Linked DNA regions of Mustela erminea: region 2 is linked to region 1. The links are chromatin contacts, called in public Hi-C maps. All regions are on one chromosome and are shown on one strand. Each heading gives the region's core, a stretch centred on a gene start, on an enhancer-like site or on the middle of the called end of the contact. The rest is flanking DNA. Distances are from core to core; before and after follow the strand shown.

Region 1 (4,602 bases), core at 1,576-4,075:
CCTTCCTCTTAGGGGTTCCGATGGAGGCTTCATTATACAGGCATGATTGATTAAATCGTTGGCCATTGAGGACTGATTACACCTCCAGCCTCTCTAACCTTCCTGGAGGTCAGAGGTCAGGGCAGGACCAAAGCTCCAACCCTTTAATGACCTGGTTGATTCTCCGGGCAACCAGCCCCCACCCTCAGGTGTGGTCCAACAGTCACCTCATTAACATAACACAGGATATCTTTATCACTCTCAACACCTGGGACATTTCAAGGGTTTTCAGGGCTGTGAGCCAGCCATAGGGATGAAGACCAAATACATATTTCTTATTATGAATCACAACATCACACTTACCTGCTCCACTCTGTGTTCTGTGTTGTGGCTAATAATGTCTTCTGACACATCACAGCCCAAACGTACAACGCTAAGAAAGAAAGAAGGGCTGTCCATTCAGTGTGTGGGTTCTCTTTTCTTTCACTTAGCAAGTATGCATTGGGCATGTACTATGTTAAGTAGTGCTTCATCAACTGGGGATGCATCAGTTAACAAAGCAAAGGTTCCTGACCTTTTGGAACTGACATTCTGGTGGGAGGATGAACTCCATTAACAACTAGAAGATGTGGATTGCCTAGCGCGTGAGGTCATCAGTGCTGCGGAAAACGTAGAGTGTGGGAGGAGGTTGGGACTCGGGGGCAATGAATTTGCAACTTTCGGTAGGGTGTTTAGGGGAGGAAACATATGACCAAACTTAAGGTGAGGAAACAGATCATGCGGCTGTCTGAGGAAATAGCATTTCAGGCAGAGAACAAACACGAGAAGGTACTAAGACAAGAGGGTCCCTAAGAGTAGACGAGGTTGAGGGAAGAAGGCACATAATGAAAAGATTTTGGTTTCTACTCTGAGGAAGCTGTCAAAAGGACATTTTGAAAGGGTCACTCCGGCTGCAGTGTTAAGTATGGTCTCCAGGAGACTTACTTCCTAGAGAAGCTTCCAAATACTGTTTCTCAGCTCACCAAAAAGCACAGGGAAAGGCAGTTAAAGAACCATATGGTCACCCTTAAGCTATTCGCAGCTGATTCACATATATCCTTGCTGTGCCGAAGCGCTGTGCCAAGCAGCTTACGCTTTCTCATTTAAGAGTTCCAATACCTGTGATGCCGTCACCGTGATTAGCTCTATTTCAAAGATTTAAAAAAAGGACATTGTAAACATCAGTGACTGGTCAAGGTTCAGATGAAGCAAATGAGGCAAAGGGAATCCTTGAAAGCTAGAACTTGAAGAATTCTTCCCAATGTGAAGAAACACTGCCTAAGCAAGGCTTAGTACCCCAGAACTGACGAACTAAATAAAGATGGTGATGGTGGGGGGGTGGGGGTTTGGGAAGAGCATAAGTGTCTGAGTTTAACCACCACTACTAGCTTCTCTTAAAGTTCTACCGAGCTATGCCACCACAAACTTCCTGACACTATAACTGGACTGACTTCTGTACTACTGATTCCAAGTTTTCCCTCTAGAGCTTGGTCTCTGTGTGGTCTCTTCCATATACATTTGGGTTTTTAAGGAGGCAGCATCCATCGCTGAGCTGACTTTTTCTAGGAGGTTCCTCTCAAACTGTGTTGGTTTAAAAACCCACCCAGGCAGTGCTGCTCAGAGGGGATGTCCCCAGGACCAGTGCTGGTCTTTGACAAGGTAAGCAGAGAAACTGAAAATGTTTATAAGCTTTAATAGCCATTTTACAGAGTAGTTTTTATGTCTGCTGAATCTAATAGGTTGGGGCTTGTGTTTAGTATATCTTTTTTTCAGACTTCACATTTCAAAATTTACTTTTATAGTGTTTAATCTGAATATACAGTGGCCCAACTATATATAAAAATAGAACTCTGACCCACAACCTGCAGCAACCCAGAGAGAGAACCAATGCCTTATCTATAATAATCACTCTAGGAAGGTTGCCTGCTGTTAAGTCAGACTTGCAGGAAGCCCGGCTGCTAGCTTTAGAAACAACCCAGTAAGTTAAACAATAAATGACCCTAACAATTGGACCCAAATGGCCAGGACTTGATTAATAACTGACAGGTTCCCTAATTTTTGTCCCAACTTAGGATCAACCAGAGAAAGCCTCACATGGCTAACTGACAATCGCTGGGATCACACAGGATGCCCCATTTCTAATTAGTCTCCCTACAGCTTTCCCGTGCCCGTAGCCTTCGGTGAGGGCATGCCTGAAGCACTGCCTTTCCCCCTCGATCAGCCGATCAGCCGTTCCCACTCCTCCATCTGCCTTTGGTCTTCAGCCAGAACTCAACGGAGGGTGGCTCTCCTGCATAGCAAGTTCGGAATAAACTGCCTTTGCATTTGTGACGTGCTTGGTCTTCACTTGTTTCCGCACACTGAAAGAATAAAAAGGGAATAAAGAATCAAAACAGGAGTCTTCCACTGCAGACAGATAGCTTGGGAGGGTGGGGTGGCATCGCCCTGGGCTCCAAGGTCTCCTGCAGGTGGGGACCTTACAACCCTGGAGGAGCGAGCGTCCCAAACAGTAACCGCCTGGACAGAGGGAATAAGGGGGTAGAGAGATTCTCCGGACCAGGTGTGGGCCGGAGGAGTTAGAGGACTGGCGCCGCGGCATGAGGACTTGAACCTCCCACCCCGCTTCGGCTCTTTAAACAGTCCCGGTCTCCCAGCGGGAGAGGAGCTTCCGCGCATGCTCTGTACGCACGCGCACTTTCGGCACCGCCCCTCGGGCGGGTACTCAACGTCACGTCCGGCGACGGCGGCAGCGGCGGCGGCAGTGGCTGTGGGTCGCGGGCTTCCCGGGCGCTGGCGGGGCCAGCGTGGGGGCGCGTCCGTGTCCTTGGCGGCCCTCACGTCGCCCTCCTGCCCGCCGGCGGGTCAGCGCGCTGGGCCTGGTTTCCGCTTAGTGTCAACCCGGGTGTGGTTTCCACCACTTAGAGGTGAAGCGTGATAGGGAGGATGGGACCTGGGGTCGTTTGCATTTCCTGAGGTGGACGCTCAGGGGCCGGAGTGTCGCTGACAGAGTTTCCTCCAGGACCTGTGTGCCGCTGTCGTGCAACCCGAGAATGGCCCGTTCTTAGGCAACGGGCGTCGCATCCTCCTGCAGCTGTTTGGCGGCCGCTTTTAAATGAGTCCCCGAATTCATTTAGCGTTTTAGTGCTATGATTTGGGGTTTTAAAAAAACGTTTGGTCCTCAAAGCTCAGAATTCTTTAGAATTTCTCATTTTAAACCATTCCTCCTCTTTCCTGTGACGGAAGGGGCTCAGGGCGTATCTTTTCAATAAGACCGTGGCTCTCCGAACTGCTCAGGATTTCTAAAACCTGGGGTTTATATATATGTGTATATATATGTTACATTTTTTTTTCTTTTGCTTCGAGGTTTTAAGCATTTGAGTCAAGCTGTGCAGTACTTCCTGAAAAATGTGTTACATTTTGTTCTTAAAATGCCAACCCGATTTGACCTTTTCCTGATGACTTGCTGTCAGTCTTACAAACTTAATTTTATGAACTCTGTTTTATGAAGTTCATTGTGAAAGAACCAGAGAGAGACCACTGAACTTTTTGAATTCTGATGCCACATTTTAAGTCCTGATTCCTTCTCCAGCTTTATGGCATCACTGGAGGACAGGCTAATGTTCCTGCTCCTCTTCTCCTTTACAATTTACTGCTCTTAATCTGTGGTGGGTTCTGAATTTTGGTAATTGTATTCGATAATACTGTGTTTAAAGTGAGGAACTTACCGCCTTTTACTTGATAGCTTGGTTTTTCATTTTACAAAAATGCCCGTTCAAAAATAATGGCGAAGCAAAAGATTTAAGTCCCCTGGAATCCTATTCCCTAAAGATAAGTCATTGCCAACATTTTAGCATATAGTATAATGTTTTAATGCATAATAATTGTAAAGCAAAGAATCCCAGTGGATACTGTTTGGTAACCCCTTTTGCGTGACATCTTGTCTGTCTTCATATTTCACTAATTGTTTTTTCTTTGAGTGTGTGCAATGGCTAGGAACTCCCATAAGTAGTGATTCTAGTCCCTGCACCGTATGAAATCTAACAGCTCAGAGGACTTTAGTTTTATGGGTTGGTTTTTGGCCAAGGAGCATAGGTGAGGTGGTGGTAGTTGTTTAAAAGGAGATATTTAATGTTGACTCCTATGCAAGGGCAGCCCGTTTGTTTTAGTATATTGAATTCATGGAGAAGTTGCAGAAAATCATTGGGAAAAGTCCCAATTCTTCATTCTCTGTTTTTAAGCTCACTCTTTCCCCCTCTCTGATCTTTCTCTCTCTCTCAAGAATGAAACATGACTGAGGACTCTCAGAGAAACTTCCGTTCAGTATATTATGAGAAAGTGGGGTTTCGTGGAGTTGAAGAAAAGAAATCCTTGGAAATTCTCCTAAAAGATGACCGGCTGGGTGAGTTTTACAAGCTAAGTTAAGGTGGTTGGGTTTTAGTCATCCCAGCTGTCCGGAAAGAAATGCTGTCTTAAAAGACATTCAGAAGTATTTGTTACCTGCTATATTTTTTTTAGTTCCAGGTGAATAGTGTATTTGGGGAGAAGTTATGGATTTTTCAAGCTTATATTTTGCCAAGGCCAACT
Region 2 (4,602 bases), core at 791-3,290, 260 kb before region 1:
CGGCAGGAAGCCTGTTTCTCCCTCTTCCACTCCCCCTGCTTGTATTCCCCCTCTTGCTGTGTTTGTCAAATAAAGTCTTTAAAAAAAAAAAAAAAAGAGGGGCACCTGGGTGGCTCAGTGGTTTAAAGCCTCTGCCTTCGGCTCAGGTCATGATCCCAGGGTCCTGGGATCGAGCCCCCACATCGGGCTCTGCTCAGTAGGGAACCTGCTTGTCCTCTCTCTCTGGCTGCTTCTCTGCCTACTTGTGATCTCTGTCTGTCAAATAAATAAAATCTTTAAAAAAAAAAAAAAGACATTAAAAAACCTTTATTAAATAAAAGCATTTAGGAGAAACAAAGGGGGCCATAAAAAATTACCCAATATTCAGAAGTCTAAGTTTATTAACATGATTTCATGGGACAGATGATCAAGAGGAAGACAGCATTTGCCTTTAACCACTCAAAAGAGGGCAGAGCTGCTAAATGAAATGAATGAAGCCATAGCAGCCAAGGCAAGTACCGGACAGCACGTTCGGGAGCCTGTGGACAGTGTCTCCTACTCCACTAAATGCTAAGTCCCCAGACATTACTTTATTCACCACCATCTCTCCTGCCCCTAGTGCGAGGACAGGAGCACAAGCATTTACTGACTCAACACCCCGGAATCAGTAACTCAGAAGCCAAAGTTAGCTACAGGAATGAACAAAGAAATGAAAACTGACAAAGAATGAACAAAGACTGAAAATTGGAGTTAATTTCCTCCACCTTTCCCACCAGATTCAAGTATCTGCTATGTAGCCTTTTATTACTTCTATTACTTGGATTCAAATAAACGTACCAATCCGTAACTCACAGGTGTCTGTAACAAGATCCATCACTTACTTGGTCGGTCCAGCTGTAGTTAACTTCTCTAGAATGTTATCTGGAAGGAGTTTTCTTTTCTTAGATAAAAACATTAAAAAACTGATCAGCAGGGAGGTGCATGACAGTACGCCCCCACTTGCTTCCGAAGTTTCTGATTTTAAGGACAGTTTACACCGCGACAGAATGAACGAACGGGGCCGGCCCTGCCGCACGATCTCAGAGCCGTGGGACGGCTGCGCGCACGGAGCTCAGCACCCATTCCACATTCTCTGGAAGACCGGGTGAAGCCTGGCTAGGCTGCCCACCGTATGCCACCCCGTAGCTCTACACGGAGCGCAGTTAAGTCCCGTCCACCTCCAGTCCGTTCGTTCGCTGCGGCCCGTCTGCCAGACGTCAGAGAGCAAAGCAACCACACCCCTCGGTTTACAAAGCACCTCCTAATTCTCAGAGCGACCCAATTTCGGAGAAACTACCTCCGCGACACTAAATGACGAGGCTGTACTGGCCCAGCGGGGAGGAACCCTCCGACCCTCGAATTCACGACCTCCCCATTCCCGTTCTCAGTCGGACAGCAACGAGCTCCCGCGCCTTCGTTTTCGCCGTTCTAAGGAGGCGCGTCAGCGACCTTCCCCACCCGCAGGCCCCCCAGCTGCGGCGCCACACACGGGCACTCAACCCCGGCCGCGTGCTTTAAAATAGGGCGACGCCTCCCTACCCGCTCACCTTCTGTTCAATGAACAGCTCCTCGCGGCGCTTCCTCTTCTCCTTCAGGAGCGTTTTATCCCTGAAAGAGCGACAAGTTAGTGCGGGGCCACATGCGCGGGACGGGAAGGGGCGGGTCCCCCGGACGGCGGCGGGCTCCGAACCTGCGCACCGACTCCCGAACCCGCCGCTCCTCTTCTCGTGCTTCCGCCTGGGCGCTGGCGAACGTCAGCTCCTCCGGGGCCTCGTCGTCCAACTCGTCGTCCCCTTCCTCGTCGTCTTCCTCCAGCGGCTCCGCGGCCGCGCCGCTGCTGGGCTGCCCGAGCAACAGGCCGTGCTCCGCCTCCTCCTCCTCTTCGGAGGGGGGCTGGCCCTCGTCTACCATCGCCGAGGCCGGGATGCGGGACGCGCGCGGCCGGAGGTGTACCATAGCCCGCGCAGCTTCCGACCGTCCGGCTTCTGACCCGGAAGCAAGGCGCAAGCGCAGTGTGACGCAAAGTGCAAGCGACGCGACTTGCGTCGCCCCCTGCAGGTGCGGTTGGGGAGGCGGCCGCGGACGGCGGATGCGCGTGCGCAGAGCCGGGAAGGGCGTGGCCTACGGGACGGACAGTCCAGCAGTTGGGATGTTGTTGTCTTCATTCCTCCGGGAGATTTCTCCTCCCGCGACGCCCCCTGGATTTCTCTCCATTTCAAATAAGCGACTAGAACTTCCGCAGTGAGAGCAGGATGGAATGAGGCTTGTTTCTAGGAGGGGAGAGCCATCGTGAGACCTCTGCGGGGAAGCTGACAGCAGGGTTGCCTGGGCCCCCTCCCCCAGTGCGGCTGCCACGGGCTTTGGCGTCCAGGAGCCCAGGAACGTGTGACCACAAGCCCCGGTGACTCCACCTAACACCGGGATCCACGTGGTCCTGTTAACTTTAAAAAACAAAACTGCCAGTTGCTTTACCAGCAGCAAAAAAAATGGGTGCAGAGTTGCCGGGCAAGCAAGCTGTCGGCAAAACCATCAGCAAGTCCCCCAAACTAAGGGCTGCGTGCTCTTTTATAGAGGAAAGGGGGAAGTCGGGAGAGGCTGTCGTAAACAAAAAGTCCATTGGAGTCCGCTGGGGATTCGAAACACAGTAGCTTCTCATTGGCTGGCTGTTGCTGGGGCGAGTGGAAAGTCTTCCGCGGAGGTAATGAAGCCTATTCACCTACCCAGGTCCACTGTCTCTTCCTGTTGGATTTGCAATTAAGGACAAATGGTAGAGCGTGAGACCTGCCCCAGCCGAACCTCCCAACTCCATTTTAGTAAGATTTCCCTTTACTAACTTTCACATTGGATCCAAGTGATCAGTATTTGTGGATTTGGTTCCGTTCACTCCCTGACCCCCAAAGAAGTGGCATCTCCTTCCAAGGGCAGAACTGTGCTATAGCAACAGGACGTGATGCCTTTCAGTCCCAGCAATGACAGGAACAAGTTGACAGATGCAGGCTTAAGTCAATGGTCAGCACCAAACCTGTGCTTGGCAACCTCAGCCACCATTTCCCAGGCTTCCCCGACCACCTGCCCCTGGAGTGTCCACGCCTCTGTCCATCACCGACACCACTCCCCTAACAGCTTATCGTCTGACTCTGGCATTAGGATGTACACTCTGCGAGAACAGGGTCCCGGCCTGGTGCCCTGCTCTAACCCCAGGACTTTGAACAGTGGCTGGTCCAGCGCAAACCCTAAATCTGGTGAAAAAATGACTTCACCACTGCTTTGTGAAAGCAGCCCTAGCACAGTTTCTATCCCTCCACTCCCCAGATCTCTGATCTCTGGGTTTATCTTCTCCCACTCATTATACAACACGAAATGACTCATCACTGGCTGAGCAAACCAAGCTGTTGCACACTTGCTAGGCATTGGTAGATGCTGTTTCCTCTACCGATACTCCTCCATGTGGAACTATTTATACTTCCAAAACTGCCGCCCGGGCTGACTTCCTCTTAAAGGCTTTCAAACACCTTAACATTGACTCCATCTCTACTCCACTCATCTCTAATTGCATTCTCCTCTGAATCTTGCACAAATTTCTTTACTGTGGTTACTACTCTGTAAAATAGTTCACGAGACAATTGTTCCAACCATTCTGTGACCTCCTTGAGGGTAAGGTCCATATCTTACTGATCATTTTATTTCTAATGTCTATCATAAGGTAGACATTGAATTAAATGTCACATACATTTTTGTATTTTCAAATTTTTCATCTTCCCTAACAAAATCAAAACATGAACAAAAATGGCAAAACACAAAACCAAAACAAAACAAAAACTGCTGCTGGTACCAAAGGCCCAGGATGAGTGGACAGGAGTCGCAAAAAACAGTTATGAAATATCAGGACCATGGTCAGATGGAAATTACAGAGTAAAAATAAAATCAGACTCACTGAGACAATGTGCCAAATTTCATCATTCCTAACACTAGGAAAATGTATGAATTTAACTTTGAGAAGCCCAACAACAAACCTATTAACAATGAATGATGGTATTTCAGATAGAAAAACTGCATTATATGAGACCCCCTCTGTGTACATCCTTTGACCCACTCATGTGAAGTGTAAATTGGGCCCTCAGGAGCCCTACGCCTTTTAAGTTTTGAACATCCCTCCTTGCCCATGGAAAGAACCTCTGGGATTTATTAAAAGTTATGACTTGTACAGGAAAAACTTTTATATGGGGGCACCTGGGTGGCTCAGTGGGTTAAGCCTCTGCGGCATAACGGGTCATGATCTCAGGGTCCTGGGATCGAGCCCCACATCAGACTCTCTGCTTGACGGGGAGCCTGCTTCCCCCTTTCTCTCTGCCTGCCTCCCTGCCTACTTGTGATCTCTGTCAAATAAATTTTTAAAAATATATTAAAAAAAAAATGTTTTATGTGACCCTGTCTTGCCCGTTTCTACAAAAGCCAAGGGTGTAGCATTAATGTAATTTTGTTGTAAGGGGCTGAGGCAATGTGGCCCAGGGGTGTAACCACCCGGGGAGCCGACCTGATCCAAGGGACCTATGCATGTAGGACCTCCCTACATGCATAAGGGCC

Evidence for each region. Hi-C and Micro-C count contacts between places; a contact is called where the count stands out from the background.
Region 2: a contact with region 1 is called in a Hi-C map of spleen, with 5 times the contacts expected there. The contact joins the promoter of NOL7 here to the promoter of TBC1D7 in region 1. A contact is called at or near these places in 2 of 3 Hi-C or Micro-C datasets (fibroblasts and spleen).

Annotation. Positions count from the first base shown.
Region 1 is chr4:137,180,351-137,184,952 of mMusErm1.Pri, reverse strand. TBC1D7 (TBC1 domain family member 7) reads left to right here and starts at 2,825. Exons shown (of 7, transcript XM_032341131.1): 1 at 2,825-2,942; 2 at 4,298-4,417. The coding sequence starts at 4,306.
Region 2 is chr4:137,440,978-137,445,579 of mMusErm1.Pri, reverse strand. NOL7 (nucleolar protein 7) reads right to left here and starts at 2,040. Exons shown (of 8, transcript XM_032341148.1): 1 at 1,709-2,040; 2 at 1,566-1,626; 3 at 861-919. The coding sequence starts at 1,974. SIRT5 (NAD-dependent protein deacylase sirtuin-5, mitochondrial) reads right to left here. Exons shown (of 12, transcript XR_004285217.1): 11 at 3,559-3,562; 12 at 849-859. It overlaps LOC116589163 (a long non-coding RNA gene), which reads left to right and starts at 2,115. Exons shown (of 3, transcript XR_004285218.1): 1 at 2,115-3,260.